2 separate regions of the Mus musculus genome follow, and region 2 is linked to region 1. Evidence: chromatin contacts called from public ChIA-PET data. All regions are on one chromosome and are shown on one strand. The core of a region is the stretch at or near the end of the contact, and the rest is flanking DNA. Distances in the headings are between cores, read along the strand shown. Region 1 holds the start of Pou2af1 (POU domain, class 2, associating factor 1). Region 2 holds the start of Timm8b (translocase of inner mitochondrial membrane 8B).

The links. ChIA-PET counts read pairs in DNA pulled down with a chosen protein or histone mark.
Region 2: an RNA polymerase II ChIA-PET map of memory CD8 T cells shows a contact between it and region 1, with 11 read pairs. The contact joins the promoter of Timm8b here to the promoter of Pou2af1 in region 1. A contact is called at or near these places in 1 of 39 promoter capture datasets (pre-B cells), 1 of 115 datasets of contacts at active chromatin or transcription factors (memory CD8 T cells) and 1 of 9 other capture datasets (adipose tissue).

The regions. Positions count from the first base shown.
Region 1 is chr9:51,210,797-51,215,622 of GRCm38.p6, reverse strand. It overlaps Pou2af1 (POU domain, class 2, associating factor 1), which reads right to left and starts at 1,933. Exons shown (of 5, transcript NM_011136.2): 1 at 1,822-1,933. The coding sequence starts at 1,837.
Region 2 is chr9:50,601,352-50,606,177 of GRCm38.p6, reverse strand. It overlaps Timm8b (translocase of inner mitochondrial membrane 8B), which reads right to left and starts at 2,277. Exons shown (of 2, transcript NM_013897.2): 1 at 2,139-2,277; 2 at 858-1,245. The coding sequence starts at 2,222. The coding sequence ends at 1,078. It overlaps Sdhd (succinate dehydrogenase complex, subunit D, integral membrane protein), which reads left to right and starts at 2,329. Exons shown (of 4, transcript NM_025848.3): 1 at 2,329-2,440. The coding sequence starts at 2,389. It overlaps Nkapd1 (NKAP domain containing 1), which reads left to right. Exons shown (of 6, transcript NM_212449.2): 6 at 1-938.

The sequences.
Region 1 (4,826 bases), core at 684-3,183:
TGAAGGGCGTTTTCTGAAAAAAAGAAAGTGCCTTTTCAGCACTCCCAGTGTCTGATTTCAAACCCTGCCCTCCCCGCCTGCGCTGGCACTGCCTAGACTTCACTCACTTCCCACAAGTCTTAGTCAGCCATATGACCAGGGTAAAGGGATAGGTCTGTTGCACAAGGCCTGCTCTTGTTTTCCTTCAAGCCCCCAAAAGACAGTTTAAGAGAGTTTATGAGCAAGAAGCAAGACCTCTAACAACTCTCCAAAAGAAAATCTGTTCATCCCTTAAGAGGCACTGGAGGAGAGAAAATGGATTATGTAACAATGAGATGCTATGGGGGCTTTTTCATACAGGCAAACAGCCCATACCTCAGGGCTAACACCAGGGCAGAGCACCCGGCAGAATTCTGGCCGCCCCGTCAACTTATTAAGAGCAGTTATACATGGTGGGATTACTTTTCACTCCATTCTAAATATGCAAACTCTAAGAGTTTAAAAACTAAAAGCAGCTCACACAAAACTCAAGTGATTTCACTTGAAGCAAGAGGGCATATTGGCACTTTGAAGGACATTAAAATCCATGTTCCTACAATCTCATAGTATTTACAATGGTGTTGGCTGCCACTCCGCTTCCAGAAAGATAAGGTTTTGCTCTGGTCACCTTTTTGGATGAGTTCTAAGCTACCCAAACTAGAATCTGTGGTCAGAAATCTCAAGTCCAAATCAAAGTTCATTTATTTTTATTTAAACAAAAAAGTCTTGCCCATATCAACAATGGGGTTAGTAAACTGAGGCACGTTGGGATTGCTTCTCTGAGTCACAGATGAAAAGAGTCAATTTCAAAGAATTTGGGAATAGGTGGGTGATAAGGGGACTATGTCACACTCTAATCAATGGAACACTATTGTCAGATTACTTTTTATAAGTAAAACCACGATTTCTTTTTCTTCTAATCTGGATTATCACATAAATTTGATTGAGGAATGCTATGCCTAAACCAATAAAAGATGTTTTATGGAATTAAACATCTTACAAAGAAAGATAGGGAAATTATAGCTCTTTGCTTGAGGAAGTACAGTCCTGAGCCTTAATAAGGTTCCCCTTTTGCAAGACTCTTGAGTTGACTTTATTTGCCTCGTGAAAGGAATGTTGTAAAGAATGTCTATATAGCCTCCGTTATCGATAACACAAGATTTTTTTCAATCCACAGAATGGAAAATACAGTTCATGGTTTGTTCCATTCAAGTCCAGGGATTAAAAATCAAGGTCAAAGATAAACAGTTTTTTTTTTGCAGTGGAACACAAAACCAACCATTGCCACAGAATAAGGAAGAAAGTGAAAAGAGGAGAGAGAGAGAGAGAGAGAGAGAGAGAGAGAGAGAGAGGTTTCATAAGACTGAGTTTCCACCCCATCCCTACACATCTACAGGAGGGAACCAACTCTGGCAGAATTCAGCTAGAAGTGGGCCAACAAAACTCAATAACAACCTGCAGAACTGGGGTCCATGAAAGGAAAGGTCCTCACGTGAAGAACGGCTCCTAACCCATATCATATGTGGTTTCCGTCTCATGAATCATAATCTGCCCTTCTGTCACCTCAGTGATTCATGCACAGAATCGGAGATGCAATGAGCTGTCCCCACCTTGGGACACTGGTTCATTCCCCCAGGTTGGAAAATGAGCATCATCTCCAACAGGCTCCATCTCACCCACCTCAGCCCTCCATGCCCCCGAGGCCCTGACGAGACTGGGTGCTCCCATCACCAACAGTAGCTCTCTATTCCTGGACCCTGCCTCTGCTTACTTGGCTCTGACAGCCACAAGCAAAGCACTTACATTTTTGCCAGAGCATGGCTTGTGACAGGATGTTGCCTTTTCTCTTTGAAGCAGACAGTTTGGCTTCTTTAATGTGACTGGGCGTGCTTTCCTCCCGTGGAACCACCGTTTACTCTGAGGCTGTTTCTTCAGCTTTTTAAAGGCCCGAGTTCCCGCTGAGAGGGGCCACGTCATCACATCCTCCTACCTCAGGCAGAGCTGTACTTTTTTTTCTTCAGCAACACCGCCTGTCAACCCACTGTGTGCACCCCCAAGGCCCCCACTGGCTGGAGAGTGCTTGAGACACAGGGCCAGCCAATTGGGACTAACCACCATACAGCACAGGAGGCCAAGGCCATTTGCACACAGCCACGGTGTTATGCCACATAGGAGGAGCATGAGAGTCTGTATGAACGCAAAAGGGTGGACCATGAGGTCAAGGATCAGCGCTCCTTGAGCGATGAGGGGTCCAAAGGATAATACAGACAACACCGAGCTTTCTCTGGCACTCACATACAGTTCCACACTATCAGGCCATTTACAGGACTGACCTTACCATTGGTCCCAGCTCGACGGGAAATGCGATTCCCAGGGGTCACTATTCTCACCATGGGAGGAAACACCTGCCCTCTCTTCAAGCCTCACTAACCAGCCTCCTCGTTCTCGGTGTTGCTTTTCTGTTTATTCCACTTTAAAATGTAACGGCTCCTCCCCTGGCCCCAGTCCCTGGCAAAATGGCGGCATGTAATATTGTTTAAATATAGGGGTCCCTGTTTCAGACGGTTGGTTATGTACACAGAAAGGGGGAACCGACTCGCTCAAAGAAGAAACAGAGACACTCAGGCTTCTTAACTGAAGCTGATTTCCCAAAGGTGACTTAATGGATTTAGGAGTACCAGCTTATCATAATCCTAGGACCCCAACACGGCTAATGGAAAGCCTCTCAAAGAAAGAGTAATGGATTCCCCATCCGCAGTACATACAGTATGGGGCTACATTCTGCCACTGTGTGTCTGAAACAGACTCATAGGCTCCATTCCAGTGACCCAGTTACTCTCAGGTCAAGATCATATGGTTATACCCCCGGGGTAGTCCAGAGTCCTTGCTGGTTTGCCTTCCATGGTGCCTCAGAGTGATCTAATGCATTCTGGGTCTGATCCTTCATTCTCCAGTGTTAAAAGCCTTGCCCTAAAGGACTACAGCTCAGTAAGGTAGCACTTGACTGGAATGGGTAAGCCTGAGGTTCACACTCCAGTACCACCCTTTAGCCACAGAGCTGAGACACTAAAGCCTTTCACAGTGAGCCAGTTGCAAGCTCTTTTTTTTTTTTTTTTTTTTTTTTTGGTTCCGAAACAGGGTTTCTCTGTGTAGCCCTGGCTGTCCTGGAACTCACTCTGTAGACCAGGCTGGCCTCGAACTCAGAAATCCACCTGTCTCTGCCTCCCGAGTGCTGGGATTAAAGGCATGTGCCACCACGCCCGGACGTTTTTTTTTTTTAACTTATTGGCCTCACCTGCTGGTACTCTCTCCCTGTCTTCCCCATCTGAAGAGAAACCCAACCCCATTTCTTTCATCAAGGTCCTACCAATAACGCCATGGCAGGCAAAACAATTTTGTGACTCACCCCCTGAACTTCCTGGCCTAGAAATGATCAGTCCCCTTCTCTCTGTTCCTAGGGCATTATGCCCGTTGTTTACATCATGTGTAACTGCCACATGACGCTGTAGGCACCTCATGGAGGCTTTATCTTTGTGCCTATGTAAGACAGAGAGTATGCTAAACCCCCAGTAAAACTTCACCTAATCAAGTTATAAATTACACCTCTAATAGATGGTCTGCTTGAGGAGAGGTCTTGAGGAGAAACACTGGTCACACAACACAATAATCCAACAGAGAAGCCTCACTCCTAGATAGATTATCAGCCCTCACTCCAAACCATCCTAGATCACCATGATGAAGGAAGGGACTTGCTGACCTGCTGCAGGGACGACATACCACAACCTGGACTAGCAGAGCAGGTGGCAGTGTCACAGAGCCTCGGGCTTTACTGGGAAGTGTCCTCCCACCGGGACTGGCTTGCCTGCAGGGGGTGTGAGTTCCCACCAGTGCTCTCCCGATCACTGGCTGTGTTCCCTCAAATATTCCATGCAACTATTCTCATCTCGGTTTCTGAGTTTATGAAATGAACTGGTTCTCCAGATGTCGCAGAGTCCTCAGGAGAAACAGAGGCCCTTCCTATAGCATTGCTCACATTTTGGTTGTCTTATTCTAACACCATGAATTAAGATTTATTTTTTTATTTGTCTCGCCACAGACCCAGCATAATGAGCTCCACAAAGCAATCAAAATAGCGACTTGCTGTGGCAGTGTTCTGCCTCACAGTGATATTATAGATTCAGACAGCGAGGAAATATTTGTAAAATATTAACATGAACCTGTCATGTATTAAGGGAACACAGCCAGTGAGCAGCAGAGCATTGGTAGGAACTGACGTCTCCTGCACCCTGAACCTGTCGCTTTAAAGCAAGCCCAACTGTCATTCAAATATTGTAGTATAACAAAAATATCACAGGGCCTACAAAGCCCCACATGAGCATTGCTCTTGGAGGAAGTATTTGAACGGAAAGTGCTCCTGGGAGGATGTCACAGGAAACACTAGAGGATGTCTGTCACACACGGGGATCAAGTTTATTACGGGGATTTTCTTAAACCTGGGAAAAGAAAATTCCTCCAGAACAAACTATCGGCACACTTGCACAAGTTCAAAAAATATAATTTATATTAATCACACTTTGTATGTAATAACGTTTTGTGTGGTCCTAGGGGAACTCCAGAGGGCACTTAATTGCACTGTTGCTACTATTGTAAAAAGAGGAACACAGAGGTCCAGGCAATCTTCTCTCAGATGTGTGGGACCAAAAGCACTGTAAATCTCAGATTCTTTTCAGATCTTAGAACACTGGCATATATAACAAACTATCTTGATAATGAAATCCAGGTTCCCTTATGCACGTTCTACATCTTAC
Region 2 (4,826 bases), core at 1,028-3,527, 610 kb after region 1:
GCAGGTTAACCTCCCTGGCCTTACTCTTTGCATGTGTAATACAAAGATACTTCATGGTTAGCATGACATACACCAGCAATAGAATATGATAATGCTGACATCCCATGAAGTGGCATTTTATAGTAATAACTAAATTTGTGCTCTTTATGGAACATATTTCTAATAAAATGCTTGTTCTTAAAATATATGGTTGGCCAGATGTGCCCTATCCCTTGATTATGAGCAGGTGCCGCCTTTTGGGGTACTGAAACACTAATGATTTTAGTACTCAAATGCCAATATTCCATGAGCCTTTTGGGGTACTGAAACACTAATGATTTTAGTACTCAAATGCCAATATTCCATGATATATTCTTTTCCTTGGGTCTAGTGGAGGGAGAGTCTAGTTACTACCTCATAACCTTCTAGAAGCAAGTGATATCTTTGTTGGAAGTAGTTTTGGGCATGCATTCTTAATGCAGTTTTGTGCTACAAATGTACTGATTCTAAGCACAGACTCGGGAAGATTGTCCTGCAGAATAAGGCACTTCCAAGTTTGAGTTTTGACCTTACCTTCCTCCCATACAACAGACATATCTTTTCTCCAGGGAAAGCACATTTTGCCTGATTTAACACCCCTGCCCCACCACCCCGCACTGTTCTATCTTTTCTTGGTCACATAAGCAATAAAATTGTTTCTGTTCTAATCCATGCCTTAGGCTAAGGCTTTGATGGTTCCTCTAATCCCCTTAACAGTGGTTTAGGACTACTTTTGAAAACCTGTCTCTCCCATTTCCACGATCAGCTCTGGAACATGTATTAGTGTTCCTGAGAGATGATTATGTTGAATCCTAAATTGGGATTTAGAAGAACAAGAATTGGAGACTTCACATTTATTAACTGGTGTGATACAAGTTGGAATTACTGAATTCCCATAAATAAAATTTCACTTTTGAACATTTGCTCTGTTACTTTTTAACACCAACAGACTTTGTAACTGCCTGACGCTAACCTGACAGGTTGGCAGGTCTTTCACCACTGGCCATTCAATCTGCTTGGTAACAAGTCTTTTGGTCTTCTGTCATTCTAAGGTATGGCCTACTGCCCTCCTTTCTGTACGATCTGGGCAAACCGACCGGTGATGGCAAGAGTAGTGTCAATGAAGCGATCCACACAGCTAGAGAGGCAGTTTTCAGTGCGGGAGTCTAGCCGACTTCCTGGCTTCTCCACACACTTATCCCAACATAGTTCCATGAAGTGATGCACCTAAGGGCAGAGAAAAACCTTTTTTAGTCATTAGGGTATGAGATATCTTAGTTCATCATTCTGTGATATTTAATAGCATATTGTAGGATCACTTCAGGACTACTCTTTCTTTACTTTGTCACCAGTAACAGCCCCAGATCAGTAAATTCTCATTAGAACTCATTCTTTTGCAGAGAGATGATGGGGCAGGTCTTTAATCCCAGCACTTGGGAGTCAGAGGCAGGTGGATCTCAGAGTTAAGGCCAGCCTGGTCTACAGAGGGAGTTGCAAGACAGCCAGGCTAACAGAGAAACCCTGTCTTCAAACCAACGATTCATACTTTCACAATTCTCAAAGCAACTAGCAGTACTATTAAATCAGAGGAAGTCAGGACATTAACCTGTCGGTTCTTGATAGCTATCAGTACTTCCAAGGTTATCTTGATTGAACGGTTAAAACCCTAGTAGGAAATACGCTGTCCCACACCAAATGAGTCAACACTGATAGCTGCAGGGCTCATCTTTCTCTAATAATGATCACCATTTACAAATACATCATCACATTATCCAATGCAGAGGCAGCGGGCAACAACGAACCCAGATCTCATGGTGAGGACGGGTGTCTTGTCTCCAGGCACCTGTGCTCCAAGGTCGGAACCCAGAGATTCCGAGTGCCATTCCCGACCAGCGACCAGCTAATAACCGCATGCTCCTGTGGCCCAAACCTTTCCGCTGTTTTCGAACCCTTTCCTCCCACGCAGCGCTTGCCTCCCGGGCACTGAGCACTGTAGATCACTGGGGCGGGAGGCGCAGCCCGGATCGAGTGGGGCCGCTGTGCCGCAGTGTCCAGAGCTCCGTGAGTGCCCGGGATCTGCGCCTCACCCTCCTTCCCCTGTTCCTTCCTCATCCTCGTACCTGCGCAGTGAATTGCGCCTTCTGCTGTTCGGCGGCCACCAGGCGTTGTAACTCCGCTTCGTCCGCTTCACCAAGCTCGGCCATTGTCGGAGTCAGGCGCTTCGCTGGGGTGCGCACGCGCGGTGGCAGCGCACCGTCTCCTGCCTTCCGGTTCACGCTTCAGGTTGCCTCACCGTTCTTTTACGCGGGGCGGGACTTACTACATAACTGTTTCCGGGTTGTAGAGTGACCTTGAGCCCTCGAAAGCGACATGGCGGTTCTCTTAAAGCTGGGCGTTCTCTGCAGTGGCCAAGGAGCTCGAGGTGAGGTGTCTTGGCCATCAAAGGTTCTTGCTGCAGGCTGAAGCAGGGGAGAGGAAGGAGTTAGAGCTCGCCCGCTGGGTGGTGGGACGTCTTGAGAGGAGGGAACTTGCTCTTGTGCCCTCGAGGCACCACCTATGCGGACGCAACGTTGACCGCTATAGCCTAAAGGCCCAAGTGTTTACGTGCTGGCTGGTGTCCCCAGCTCGTACTTTCCGCTTCTGCACTGTGGTTGTGACCCCGGGCTAATATGAAAACAAACTCCTATTTGAGTGTGGATGGAAGGAGTCCGTTTGATAATTTGTTCTGAGTGGCTTGCTGTGTAGTGCTGTCTTCCTCGATCTAGCCATGTAGACAAGACTAACCTAGAGCTTGCCGGGAGCCCCGTGACTGCTCCCGAGGGCTGCCATAAAAACCGTGCACCCTCACTCAGGGCTTCGATAATCATTTTAACCAGGCATTTTACCTATACCAGGCGCCTAAGAGGCTAGTATATAAACACGAATTAAACAGTTTCAACCCTCGAAGAACTTCTTGTGTGGGGGCTACAGGCAAAGTAAAGCAAAACCTGTTGTGTTATGTAGACATTATTGAGTGCAGAGAACGTTTGGGGTACTTGCTTTGAAAGGACTAACCTGCCTTGGCTCTGCAGGGAATTACATCCTATAGTAACCGAGAGCAGCAAAAACCAAAGTGAGGGGCTATAAAGATGCACAGGGTGCGATAAAATGGAACAAATACAGTAATATCTGTGAAAGTCAAAGTGTAATCTAGAAAGGCAAAATGGAACTAAGCCACAGGACTTACTTTATTCTCTTTTGAAAATACAGTCTCTCTGTTGCCCAGGTTGGGAGTAAGATCGAAAGGTTTGATAGGTTTACAATCTTGGTTTATTTTTGCTGTTACTGTTGTTGCTTAGGCTGCCCTGGAACTTGTCCTGTCTCAGCCTCCAGAGTAGCTGGGGTGCACCACCTGCCCTCACAATCTTTCCCTTTTGAGCCCAGCATCTCATGCTTGCTGAGCGTGTGCCCTGTTGCCAGACTATACAAGCCTCAGCCTCAGCCTAGACTTAGGTTAGTAACAGTGTAGTAGATGGATGACCTTGGTGGAGATAGAGGAGGTTCCGACCCAAGTCATGGAGATGAGATAGATGAGATAAGCACGCTGCGGCAGCCAGGCAGGTGAAGTCCTGAGCTTGGAAGGGAAAGGGAGAAGAAGGCAGTCTCAGGAAGTGTTAAGGAGCTGTGTCAGTAGGATTTGGTGATTTATAGAGGGAACTACCTGGCTGGCTATTGGTTATTACTTGAATTAGCTGCGTGGAGTTATTCGATCATGACTAGTTGGAACAGACATGAGGTGTATGAAAAACAGTTCCACAGCTGAACAGTTGGGAAGTGGCAGATGGCTTAGGCCACACTTAACAGAAGCAAGACTAGAACGAGCTCAGGCCTGCTTTCACAGGCTGGTGATTCTAGTGCTTGGTGCTGGAAATGGGAGGGTCAAAAGGTTCAAGGTCATGGGGCAAGGGACAAAGAGCAAGGCAACTCTCTGAGTTAGAAGCTAGCCTGGTCTGCATAGAGAGTTCCAGGCCAGCCAGAGCAAACAGTGAAACCCTATAACCACCTTCCACCCCTCCAACTCTACCATGCATGCCTTCAAAATAAATAAATAAATAAATAAAGACAGGAGAGAAAATATTAAATTATCTATTTGTGTATGTATGCAGTTAGCATTCTGGGAGCTCATTAAACCTTTGTTTACTTTGTCTAGTTTTTAGCAGTGTTAGGAAGTAAATGCAGTTGTTGACTGTGTTGGCTAGTTTTTGCCTACTTGATGCAACTTAGTCAGTTGGAAAGAGGGAACTTAACTGAAGAATCGCTTCCAGTGGATTAGCCCTTGGCCATGTCTGTGAGTGAGTTTCTTGACTGATGTGGAAGGGCCCAGGCCCCTGTGGGTAGCACTATCTATTGTAGACAGTTGTGCCCGGGCTGAATAATAAGGCTAGTGAGCGTGAGCCATGGAGCAGGCCAGTAAGCACCGCTCCCCTGTGGTTTCCACTTCAGTTTCTACTTGATTGCTTGCCCTGGTTTCCCTCAACGCTGGACAGTGAGCTAGAATCGGAAGCTGAAGTAAACACTTTGTTCCCCTAAGTTGATTTTGGTCATGGTATTTACATAGTAACAGAAAGCAAACTAGAACACTTTTCTACAGCTATTTAAATTAGCTGCTTATCATCCCATGGCTAATCTCTGATGTGGCTGGGTGAACATCAGTCTGTCTTCACCAAGAGGCAAGATCCAAAGGGAAACAGGAAGGAAGGCTCCAAGGGTGCAGATGAAATTTGGTCTTGAAAAGAAAGAGGACACTAGGTTAATTTTCTGAACTAAAT